Regions from separate parts of the Rattus norvegicus genome. Here all the other regions are linked to region 1. A link is a contact called in public Hi-C data. All regions are on one chromosome and are shown on one strand. Each heading gives the region's core, a stretch centred on a gene start, on an enhancer-like site or on the middle of the called end of the contact. The rest is flanking DNA. Distances are from core to core; before and after follow the strand shown.

The links. A called contact is a pair of places that touch in the nucleus more often than the background predicts.
Region 2: a contact with region 1 is called in a Hi-C map of the A7r5 cell line, with 5 times the contacts expected there. The contact joins two enhancer-like sites. A contact is called at or near these places in 9 of 12 Hi-C or Micro-C datasets (the A7r5 cell line, the Rat2 cell line, hepatocytes and 5 more).
Region 3: a contact with region 1 is called in a Hi-C map of the A7r5 cell line, with 8 times the contacts expected there. The contact joins the promoter of Thbd here to the enhancer-like site in region 1. A contact is called at or near these places in 10 of 12 Hi-C or Micro-C datasets (the A7r5 cell line, the Rat2 cell line, Schwann cells and 6 more).

Annotation. Positions count from the first base shown.
Region 1 is chr3:155,999,839-156,003,022 of GRCr8, reverse strand. All of the region lies in intron 2 of LOC102549662 (a long non-coding RNA gene), which reads right to left. Among named protein-coding and RNA genes, the nearest start is that of Foxa2, 75 kb to the right of the region's middle. Within about 2 kb of position 1,617, at least 13 of the 93 cell types and tissues checked have an H3K27ac peak or open chromatin away from gene starts, as enhancers often do. A contact at or near this core is called in the A7r5 cell line, where this site is marked.
Region 2 is chr3:156,457,043-156,460,226 of GRCr8, reverse strand. The region is part of intron 3 of LOC103691916 (a long non-coding RNA gene); the gene reads left to right. Among named protein-coding and RNA genes, the nearest start is that of Nxt1, 100 kb to the left of the region's middle. Within about 2 kb of position 1,481, at least 3 of the 93 cell types and tissues checked have an H3K27ac peak or open chromatin away from gene starts, as enhancers often do. A contact at or near this core is called in the A7r5 cell line, where this site is marked.
Region 3 is chr3:156,318,745-156,321,928 of GRCr8, reverse strand. Thbd (thrombomodulin) reads left to right here and starts at 1,751. Exons shown (of 1, transcript NM_031771.2): 1 at 1,751-3,184. The coding sequence starts at 1,904.

The sequences.
Region 1 (3,184 bases), core at 368-2,867:
AGGTCTCCAGCTAAACAGACTTGAGTGTAAGAAATATCTCCACTTTGGTCTGAAGGTCTTTACCAAAGCTTGTGTTAAAATTTGATCCTCACCCCACTGGGAGGTATTAAGAGATGGGACCAGGGGAACCTTCCAGAAGTGACTAAGTCCTAAGAGTTCTGCTCTCCTGAATATGTTAACATCTTGGTAGGCAGATGAGGTATCAAGTCAGTGACTTTGCTAACAAAGCAATCTCCCTCCACCTACCTTGGTCTTCCCACCATGTAGTGGCTCAACCATGTGTCCCAGCAGAGTCCCCATCAGCTAGAAGGTCCTGAGATGCTACCCTTTGGTCACGAGCCTCCAGAACTGTCACCTAAATAAACTACTATTCTTTATAAGTTACCCAGTCTGGGAATAAAAGAGAAGAGGGGAAAACTGTCTTGTGGGACAGGAGACTCAGTACTGCCCTTCCTTCACACACAAAGAGGTCAGAAGTCACTGGCTCAACAGGAAATGAAATGAATAGATCTGGCATTTCCTAGCAAAGCTTAAATGCAAGGTCCTCAGTACTGTCCAAAAGCAAGGCCCTCAGTACTATCTAAATGCAAAGTCCTGGGTACTGTCTAAATGCAAGGTACTCAGTACTGTCTAAATGCAAGGTACTCAGTACTGTCTAAAACCAAGGTCCTCAGTACTGCCTAAAAGCAAGATACTCAGTACTGTCTAAAAGCAAGGTCCTCAGTACTGTCTAAAAGCAAGGTACTCAGTACTGTCTAAAAGCAAGGTCCTCAGTACTATCTAAATATAAGGTCCTGGGTACTGTCTAAATGCAAGGTACTCAGTACTGTCTAAAAGCAAGGTCCTCAGTACTGTCTAAAAGCAAGGTCCTCAGTACTGTCTAAAGGCAAGGTCCTGGGTACTGTCTAAATGCAAGGCGAAGCAGAGTAAAGGGGTAATTATCAGGACCTGGGTGTGGGGTGGGGTGGGGTAGAAGAAGAGAGGAATAGTTAAGTTAGAGAGGGTTCACCAGTGATCCTGAAGAAATGAGAGTACCAAAGTCCCTAGTGTGGCTCATTTGGAAACAGTATACCGTGAGCTAAGGGAACATACTAGAAACTAAAAGCAGTGAAGTTTGCTCTCGATGGGGCCTGCTTTCCTCCCAGGCTTGATAAGACTGTCTTTTCTCTCCTCATTGTTAGCGTTGCCACACACTCATCCCAGCTTCTGGGGACTCTAAGAAGAGTCAGACTGATGGTATCCGACCACTGAGCCACACTCAGGGAGAAGGCCAAGGGCTTTTGCTTATAGGATCTAGAGCTTAGGGATCTGGAGGAAATCACAGGTTGACAGTTTTCTGTCTTCCTCCAAACAAGCAGCTGTCTGAATCCCAAGGCACTTCTCACTAGCACCAGGACAATAGACAAGGCTGCCTACCACCTTAACACCATCTGGGCTCCACTGCCTGGTCTCATGGATGGGGAAGTGAGAAAGCCAACGAGCTCCTTCCATCCTGACCCTCCCGATTGCCCCAGTGAAAAGCTGTTCACCCTCTGACAGAACAGGTTCTCCATCAGACCTGAGCCGTGGCTCACCAGCACAGTGACTAGTGTTCACGTAAGAAGGGTAAGGCCTTGGCAAACAGATGTGGCGTGTGTGAGCTCTGGGTGGGGTGCACGGAAAGAATGTGCCCAGCTGCAAAAAAAAATCAACTTCCAGTGTCTTCTGTTGCCCTCTGCTGCCCTCTGCTGCCAATTATGCTTCATTGCAGTTGGCGTTTAGGAGTGATTTCTCTTTCACCTTCTTTAAGGCATTTTGGATAGTTTTGTACTAGCATAGATGCCCTAGTTGACAATACTTTATACAGTGAACATCCCAGTGACATCCCCTGAAGTCAAGACTTGTTTTTCCTGTCAGTTCTGGAAAGACTTGTAGCAGCAGTAGTATTGATTGATCGGATTCTAGGAAGCCCATGATGATTATCTCAAAATCTGTACACACTCTGATCCACAACATGTACAGAAGGAAGCTGTGTATTCCTCTCAGCAGGAACATGTTAAGGGCCAGTCTGAACTCTGGCTTCAACGAGGCCCCCAGCTCTTTGTACAGTCACAGCTCTGGTCATCTGAATACTAAGAGATGGAAATTTGCGTGCTTCTGGTCTTGCATGACAGCAGTTGTGGCCCTGAGGTTACATAAGCACTTGCTTAAGTGAGTCGCCTGGCTCCATCCTCACCGACCCACTAGGTGGCTTCTGTAGAATTTTCCTTTGCCGGGATTTACAGGAACTGCTAAGGACTTGGCTGCCTGAACTAAATGTCAAGACTCTACCTTTTCATAGTGGGTATAGCTCGAGTCTATGTGGAACACCTGTCACCGTGGAAAATGGAAGTCAAGACAACATTCAAATCAGTGCAGATGCCAGCTCTCCCAGCTATTGCTCACATTCTTCACCAGTTGTACAGCACACAGCTCTCATACAGCGTGGAAATAAGTTACTTTAATCACTGTCCCAAACAGGAAAGGATCTCTCCATCGACAGCACTTGGTAGGGACAGTCTGAAGACTGTCACCTCTCCCATGTCTCCTCTGTGCCAGCTTTCCACTGTAATTAGCTTATGAAGTAGTCCTATGTAGACCATCCATCAAGTTCTGGTCTACTTTATGGCCCCGTAGAAGCATGTGGAGCGGTGGTGAAAGAGAAAGGGACATTGCTAAGAGACCACCTGAGTGCTGAACTCAGAAGCCTCCAAAACTAAGAGCACAGATAGGGAAATAAATGATGTTTTCCTAACACGGAGAGTATTAATTAGATCCAGCTATTTGCCAGCTAAGTGCCAAAAGGGTCCCTGGTAATTAAAAGAACTAATCAGATTTTCAAAGGGCACTCATACCATGTAAACATGAGGGGATTATACTTGATGTTCTCAGTATGTCATTTTAAGCTGTTAGGGGTGAAGTGCTCTGGCTGTTTAATCTTCTAGAAGAGGCAACACAAGCCTATTACTTGCCCACCCTTGGGAGGGATAGAGGAACCCCAAACTGCCACCAAGTTCTCCCAAGCTTTGTTAGTGCCCAGAACAAATAGAACATGTAGACATCAGTCCTACTGCTCAGAAAGCTATATAGTTCTTCTAGCTTGTTTGTTTGGCTTAATCACTCCAATTGTCACTAAGTCCATATTATTTTATTTTTAATCTCCGCC
Region 2 (3,184 bases), core at 232-2,731, 460 kb before region 1:
GGCTGCTAACAGGGCATAGGTGATGCAGTTGCTCCCTCAGTTTAGATTGGAAACTTGAAGTTCTTGCAAGTTTATATGCACTTCTCTCTGTGGATGTGGCTATTACTTGTTGAAACTCTTATTCATGTATGAGTTCTTTGTATTTCTTTTGACAAATACAGCAACATGGTAAGCCATCTTTCTTCATGCAATAACTTCTAATGACTATCTGATAGCAGTGGCTTGATGTACTGAGAAAGTGAGAACCCATTGTTCACAGCCTCTCTGGGTACACTGTACTGCCGTCTCCCAGCTTCCCTTCCTGTTCATACAATGCAGCTTCAGCTCTCCAGAGTCTGAAATCCCGAACCTCTGAAAAGGTATTTCAGAAACCAGTGGCCACTGGAGGAAACGATTCTCTGTGGAGAAGCTGAACTGTGTTGTGTTTATTAGGTGCTTATCAAACACGGTTGAGGCTCTGCAAATAGTGAGTGGGGGTCAGAACCCATATTGCGTGTGGCAGAGGGATCTGGTTTTGTTTTGGCGAGATGAATTGTTCTTTGAAGCCATGGGCTTGCTGGAGGCAGCCATGCTTGCAGCATCTCCAGTGCCTTCTAGAGTTTGGCTCTGAGCTCTGGCTTCAGGTCATGGTGGTTAGAGTTGAGCTAAAGGTTTGCATTCATACCATGCTCCAGGGATCATGCAGGGGCTGCTAGTAAAGACCCTTCTTTAGACAAGCTCTATGCCTGGTGGGATAGGATATGTTATAGGTTTTCAGAGACATAGATCTCTATACAGCAGTGACATATTTTCTTGTCTTTGTTGCAAATCATGGCAGGGGGACCTGGTCATGTGGGATCCAACACTCTTCCTAGAGGGGTGGAGGCTGAAGTATGCTCATGTTTGAGCTACTTCTTCGGAACTTTCCTCATTTTACAGCTGAGATAACTCAAGGTCAGAAATTAATGGCCAAACTGAACCCAGAATCAGGCCTCTTGGTATGGTCTGAGCTGTCTGCCACACTATAAGCTTGCCTTCCAGCAATCCTGCACCCTGGTTGAAGGTAGTGGGGCAACATGGGGGTTGTATTAGTGTGTATTAGTGTTCCTTTCCTCTAGAATGTCTCCATTCAGGCATGAATCCCTTTGCACAGGCCAACTCTATCGGGGGAAGATGAAAGGAAGCAGGCCAATTGGCAGAATGAATAGAAAGAGGCTCAAAGACAGGGACTCTGACATATTTTCTTGAGGCACGTCTGGGTTGCCAGACCCTGAATGTCTCCTCTTCAACTGAATGAACAGTACCAAGAGTCTGACCAGTGCAGACTGTAGAATCAGAAGGACCTTGAACAGGGTGGCAGCTGGGCCATGAATTTTTAATGTTTTCCTACAAGGTGAAAAGGATGTTTCAGAGAATAACTAAAGTTTCTAAGCATCTGTGACACAGTGGTCATTTCTATAAAAAGAAACAGAACCGTGGCTGTAAAAGAGCTGGCTACTTAATGAGGGAAGTTTGTCAGCACAGAAAAATGCATTTATGAGTGTTTGTGCTCAGGCTTGACTCTTTTAAAGCCTTTGGAGCCCAGAAGACCATCTACCAGGACAAGTGTCCTTGTTTGGGAAGCCATGGGAGAGCAAGGGTATAGGGCAATCTTAGGCCACTGCTCCTTGTTCTGCAGTGGCATCTCTCATATTTGAATGTCATGTTAATCCCCAAGAAATCATGTTAAGATATATAGATTTGCATTCCTGAAGTCTAACTCAAGGCCCAGGAGAGATCATGAATTTTGACAAACTGACAAGTGTCCTCGTCTAAGAGTAAAAGGCTCTAGAGCAGTGGTTCTCAATGTGTGGGTCACACCCCCTTTGGGGGTGGAATGACCTTTTCACAAAGATTTCATATCAGATATTTATATTATGATTCACAAAAATAGCAAAATTACAGTTATGAAATAGTAACAAAAATAATTTTGTGTCCTGGAGTCACTACAACATGGGGAATTGAATTAGAGGGTCGCCGCATTAGGAAGGTTGAGAACCACTGCTCTAGAGAATGCTCATAGATATGGAGGACAAGAGGTTGAAATGTGTTTTGTAGGTAGGTCTTAGTGCTGAAGGAAATAAGGCTCTGTTTGATAGCTTAAGAGTCAAGTGCAACCCAAGCCTGGATCCCTTGGAGAGGAAGGGAGGAACATTGACATAGTAATGCTATAGCAAAAACCTCAGCTTGGACCACTTTCTCTTTGAAATCAGAATTGAATCAAACAGGGATCGTTTGGGACTCAAAGAAATAGAATTTCATTGGGAAAGTCTATGGTACTGTAACCGGAAGGGAAACCAGTGCAGGAAAGAAAAGTCAGAGACATGAGGACTGCAATATTTTGTTACCATGATAGAATAATTTGACAGCACATCTTTTTTTTTTTTTATTAACTTGAGTATTTCTTATATACATTTCGAGTGTTATTCCCTTTCCCGGTTTCCGCAAACATCCCCCTCCCCCCTCCCCTTCCTTATGGGTGTTCCCCTCCCAACCCTCCCCCCATTGCCGCCCTCCCCCCATAGACTAGTTCACTGGGGGTTCAGTCTTAGCAGGACCCAGGGCTTCCCCTTCCACTGGTGCTCTTACTAGGATATTCATTGCTACCTATGGGGTCAGAGTCCAGGGTCAGTCCATGTATAGTCTTTAGGTAGTGGCTTAGTCCCTGGAAGCTCTGGTTGCTTGGCATTGTGACAGCACATCTTAAGAGACAAAATTAATTCTGATGGACAAGAATCAGTGAGGGAAGAAGGGACTGGAGGCTAGATTTATCCTTCTAAAATGTGCCTCTTTGACCTATTTCCTCCAGCCAGAGATCACCTCCTAAAGTTCCTATAACTTCCCAAAGTTGTGTCACCAACTAGAGATCAAGCTTTCAACATAGAAACCCACAGGGAACTTTCATGTTCAAATCATAACAGCAAATATCTCTGAGATAAAATGAACAGAAAGGAAATTTGTTTGAAAGAGAGGAGTGTGCGTGGCTACAAATAACTGTTATGGGAAGTGCGATGAACAGCTGACCAGGTAGGACAGTTGACGAGAAACAGACAGTGCCCCTTTCCTGTTCCCTCTCCACTTCCTTAGCCCTTTCTCTTTCCCTGAGAGTGGTTGTGCGAGACAACTGGTGTCATCCAGACACAGCATTTGTCAGGCAATTTCTTTG
Region 3 (3,184 bases), core at 502-3,001, 320 kb before region 1:
CCTCTAAAGGCTATCTCCACTGTCCAATCCCTGGCCATTCTCTTCTCTTTCCCAGGACCCAGGTGTAACCGTATTCATTCCCAGAACTTAAAAGAGTGGCATCCATTCACTGCTCTGGTGTTTTCCTTACTGAGAGCTGAGGCAGCTTTGACCCAATAAAGACAAGTTCAGCCAATGGGATGGTGGACTGTACCGGTTTCAGCTCTGGCTTGACAGAGCCAGAGTCCCTCATAGGCAAGCAGATGGAGGATGTTTCACCTGCTTCTTTTTACTGTTTCAGTGCTTTCATCCCACCCTCTTGGCCACAGGTCCATCCGTGTATGTTTTCTCCACACGAGGACATCACAGCCTTCTGTTCTCATCTAAAGTCTGAGCTGTACTGGATCAGAGAAGCTATTTATTAGTAAGTCGTGGGAACTACGCAGGGCTTCCCACAGACGAATTTCCTAACCTCAGGCTAGGCTCCAGGCAGCCCACACTTCTCAGTAGCAGTTATAGTAATGCACCACTGTCCTTGGATTGGTCTAGAGTTCAACAGCACCGCCTCCTGGCAGTTGGGTGGAAGTGACAGCCGCGGGGTGTAGGGCGCGAGTAGGGAAGATGAGGGAGGTGGGGACGAGGTGGCTAAGCTTTGATTTGGACACAGCCCTCCCCATTCTTGGTGAGTGCTTAAGCGGATAAGTCATTAAGTGACAGATTTCCATCCGCCCCTCCCAGCTGCCCACAGGACCCTCCTCTTCAGTGCCGATTGTGAGCAAATGGACTGTAGGCATCTCTATCTTTTGAGACTCTCAAATGACAATGGAAGTGATCACCTCCAAAGGAACCAAGTAGAATCCATTGTAGCTCATATCACCTCCTTGCTGTGGTCCCGGGCCAGTTTCACTAAGGGGTTTGAGATAGGTTTGGAGGAAAACGAAACAGAACAAAACCAGAACAAAGGAACGCAACACACCTTTCCCAGAGAATTCTGGAGGAATTCAAGTGGGAAAGGGGGCCCTGATCTCTGAACCCATACAACACTTGCACGACATTCTCAAGCAACTAGATAGGGTCTGGCCTTGGCGATGCCTGCCCAAGATCAGGGGATTGCTGTCCAGATGTCAGAATGGAGAAGAATGGAGAAGGCTTTGAGGTTATTAGACCACTCCATCCTCTTGCTGCCCTAGTATAATTTCCCGGCCTCTTCTAAGGTCATTTGGGACCCAACCCCTCTGCTAGTCACAGCAGCCAGGCTTCCTGAGCTCCCATCAGGGATCTAGCTAATCCTTCTCAGAGTCTTGCAAGTCTCAGACACACCCTCTACCAGACTCTTCCTTTTTTTCCCCCCTGCCCCAACTACCAGGCCATCCTCCAAACTCTGGTAGCATCTATAGGGAAGTGTGTGTGTGTACGTGTGCGTTTGCTTGTGTACGTGTGTAGAGGTTTAAAGACAGGCTACCCGTGGGCTATACCGGAGAGTCTGGGACGGGAACTGTCGACTTGCTGACACAATTCAGTTCTGTGGTGGCGCCTGCAGGCCACGCCCTAGGGCCTCCCTACGCCCAGACAGTGTTTTTAACTCTTCGCACAGAGGTGATCCCAGGCTGGAGGGCGGGCACAAGGCGTCCGGAGAACCCAGTAATCCGAGAACGCAGCATCAGCCCTTCCCACTAGGCACTTCCTTCCTTTTCCCGAACCTCCAGAGAGGGAGGGCCGCGCATTTATAAACTGGAGCCTCAGCTGAGTGGCATGTCAGAGGCTGCCTCGCAGGGACTACGAACCTGGGCTAGAAAAGTCTAGGCTGAGACAGAGGCTAACTGCTGTCGCCGCAGACGTACGAAACCCTCTGCCGGGACTGGGTGCCTGCACCATCGCAGTGCTAGCGTTTTCTCGTAGCTTGCACGGTGTTCTCCTGAACAGCATGCTTGGGGTTTTCCTTCTGGGTGTGCTGGCTCCAGCTGGCCTGGGGATCTCTGCACTAGCCAAGCTGCAGCCCAAAGGCAGTCAATGCGTGGGGAATGAGTGCTTCGCGCTTTTCCAGGACCCCGTGACCTTCCTCGATGCCAGCCAGGCCTGCCAGCGCCTGCAGGGACATTTGATGACAGTGCGCTCCTCGGTGGCTGCGGATGTCATCTCCCTTCTGGTGAGCGACAGTAGTATGGACTCACGGCCCTGGATCGGTTTACAGCTCCCTCAGGGCTGTGGTGACCCGGTGCATCTCGGGCCCCTGCGCGGCTTCCAGTGGGTTACTGGGGATAACCACACCAGTTACAGCAGGTGGGCGCGGCCCAACGACCAGTCGCCTCCACTTTGCGGTCCGCTGTGCGTCACGGTCTCAACAGCAACAGAAGCTGCACCAGGCGAGCCGGCCTGGGAAGAGAAGCCGTGCGAGAACGAGACCAAGGGTTTTCTCTGCGAGTTTTACTTCGCAGCTTTCTGCAGGCCTTTACGGGTGAATACCCGAGATCCTGAGGGTGCCCACATCTCTAGCACCTACAATACCCCATTGGGGGTCAGCGGCGCGGATTTTCAGACGCTGCCGATAGGCAGTTCTGCTACCGTGGCGCCCTTTGGCTTGGAGCTGGTGTGCAGGGCCCTGCCCGGAACTTCAGAGGGACACTGGACTCGGGAAGTGACAGGAGCTTGGAACTGCAGCGTGGAGAATGGTGGCTGCGAGTACATGTGCAACAGGAGCGCTAACGGACCCAGATGCGTCTGCCCCAGCGGCGGGGACCTGCAGGCTGATGGCCGTTCGTGCGCAAAACCTGTGGCTCAATTGTGCAACGAACTCTGCCAGCATTTTTGCGTCAACAACTCTGATGTGCCAGGCTCTTATTCCTGTATGTGCGAAACAGGCTACCAGTTGGCGGCAGACGGACATCGGTGTGAGGACGTGGATGACTGTAAGCAGGGGCCCAATCCATGCCCTCAGCTCTGTTCTAACACCGAGGGCGGCTTCGAATGCCGCTGCTATGATGGCTATGAGTTGGTGGACGGAGAGTGCGTGGAGCAACTGGATCCGTGCTTCAGATCTAAATGCGAGTATCAGTGCCAGCCAGTAAACTCCACGCACTACAATTGCATCTGTGCTGAGGGCTTCGCACCTAAGCTGGATGATCCCGACAGGTGCGAAATGTTCTGCAATGAAACTTCGTGCCCAGCAGACTGTGACCCCAACTCCCCAAGCTTTTGTCAATGCCCT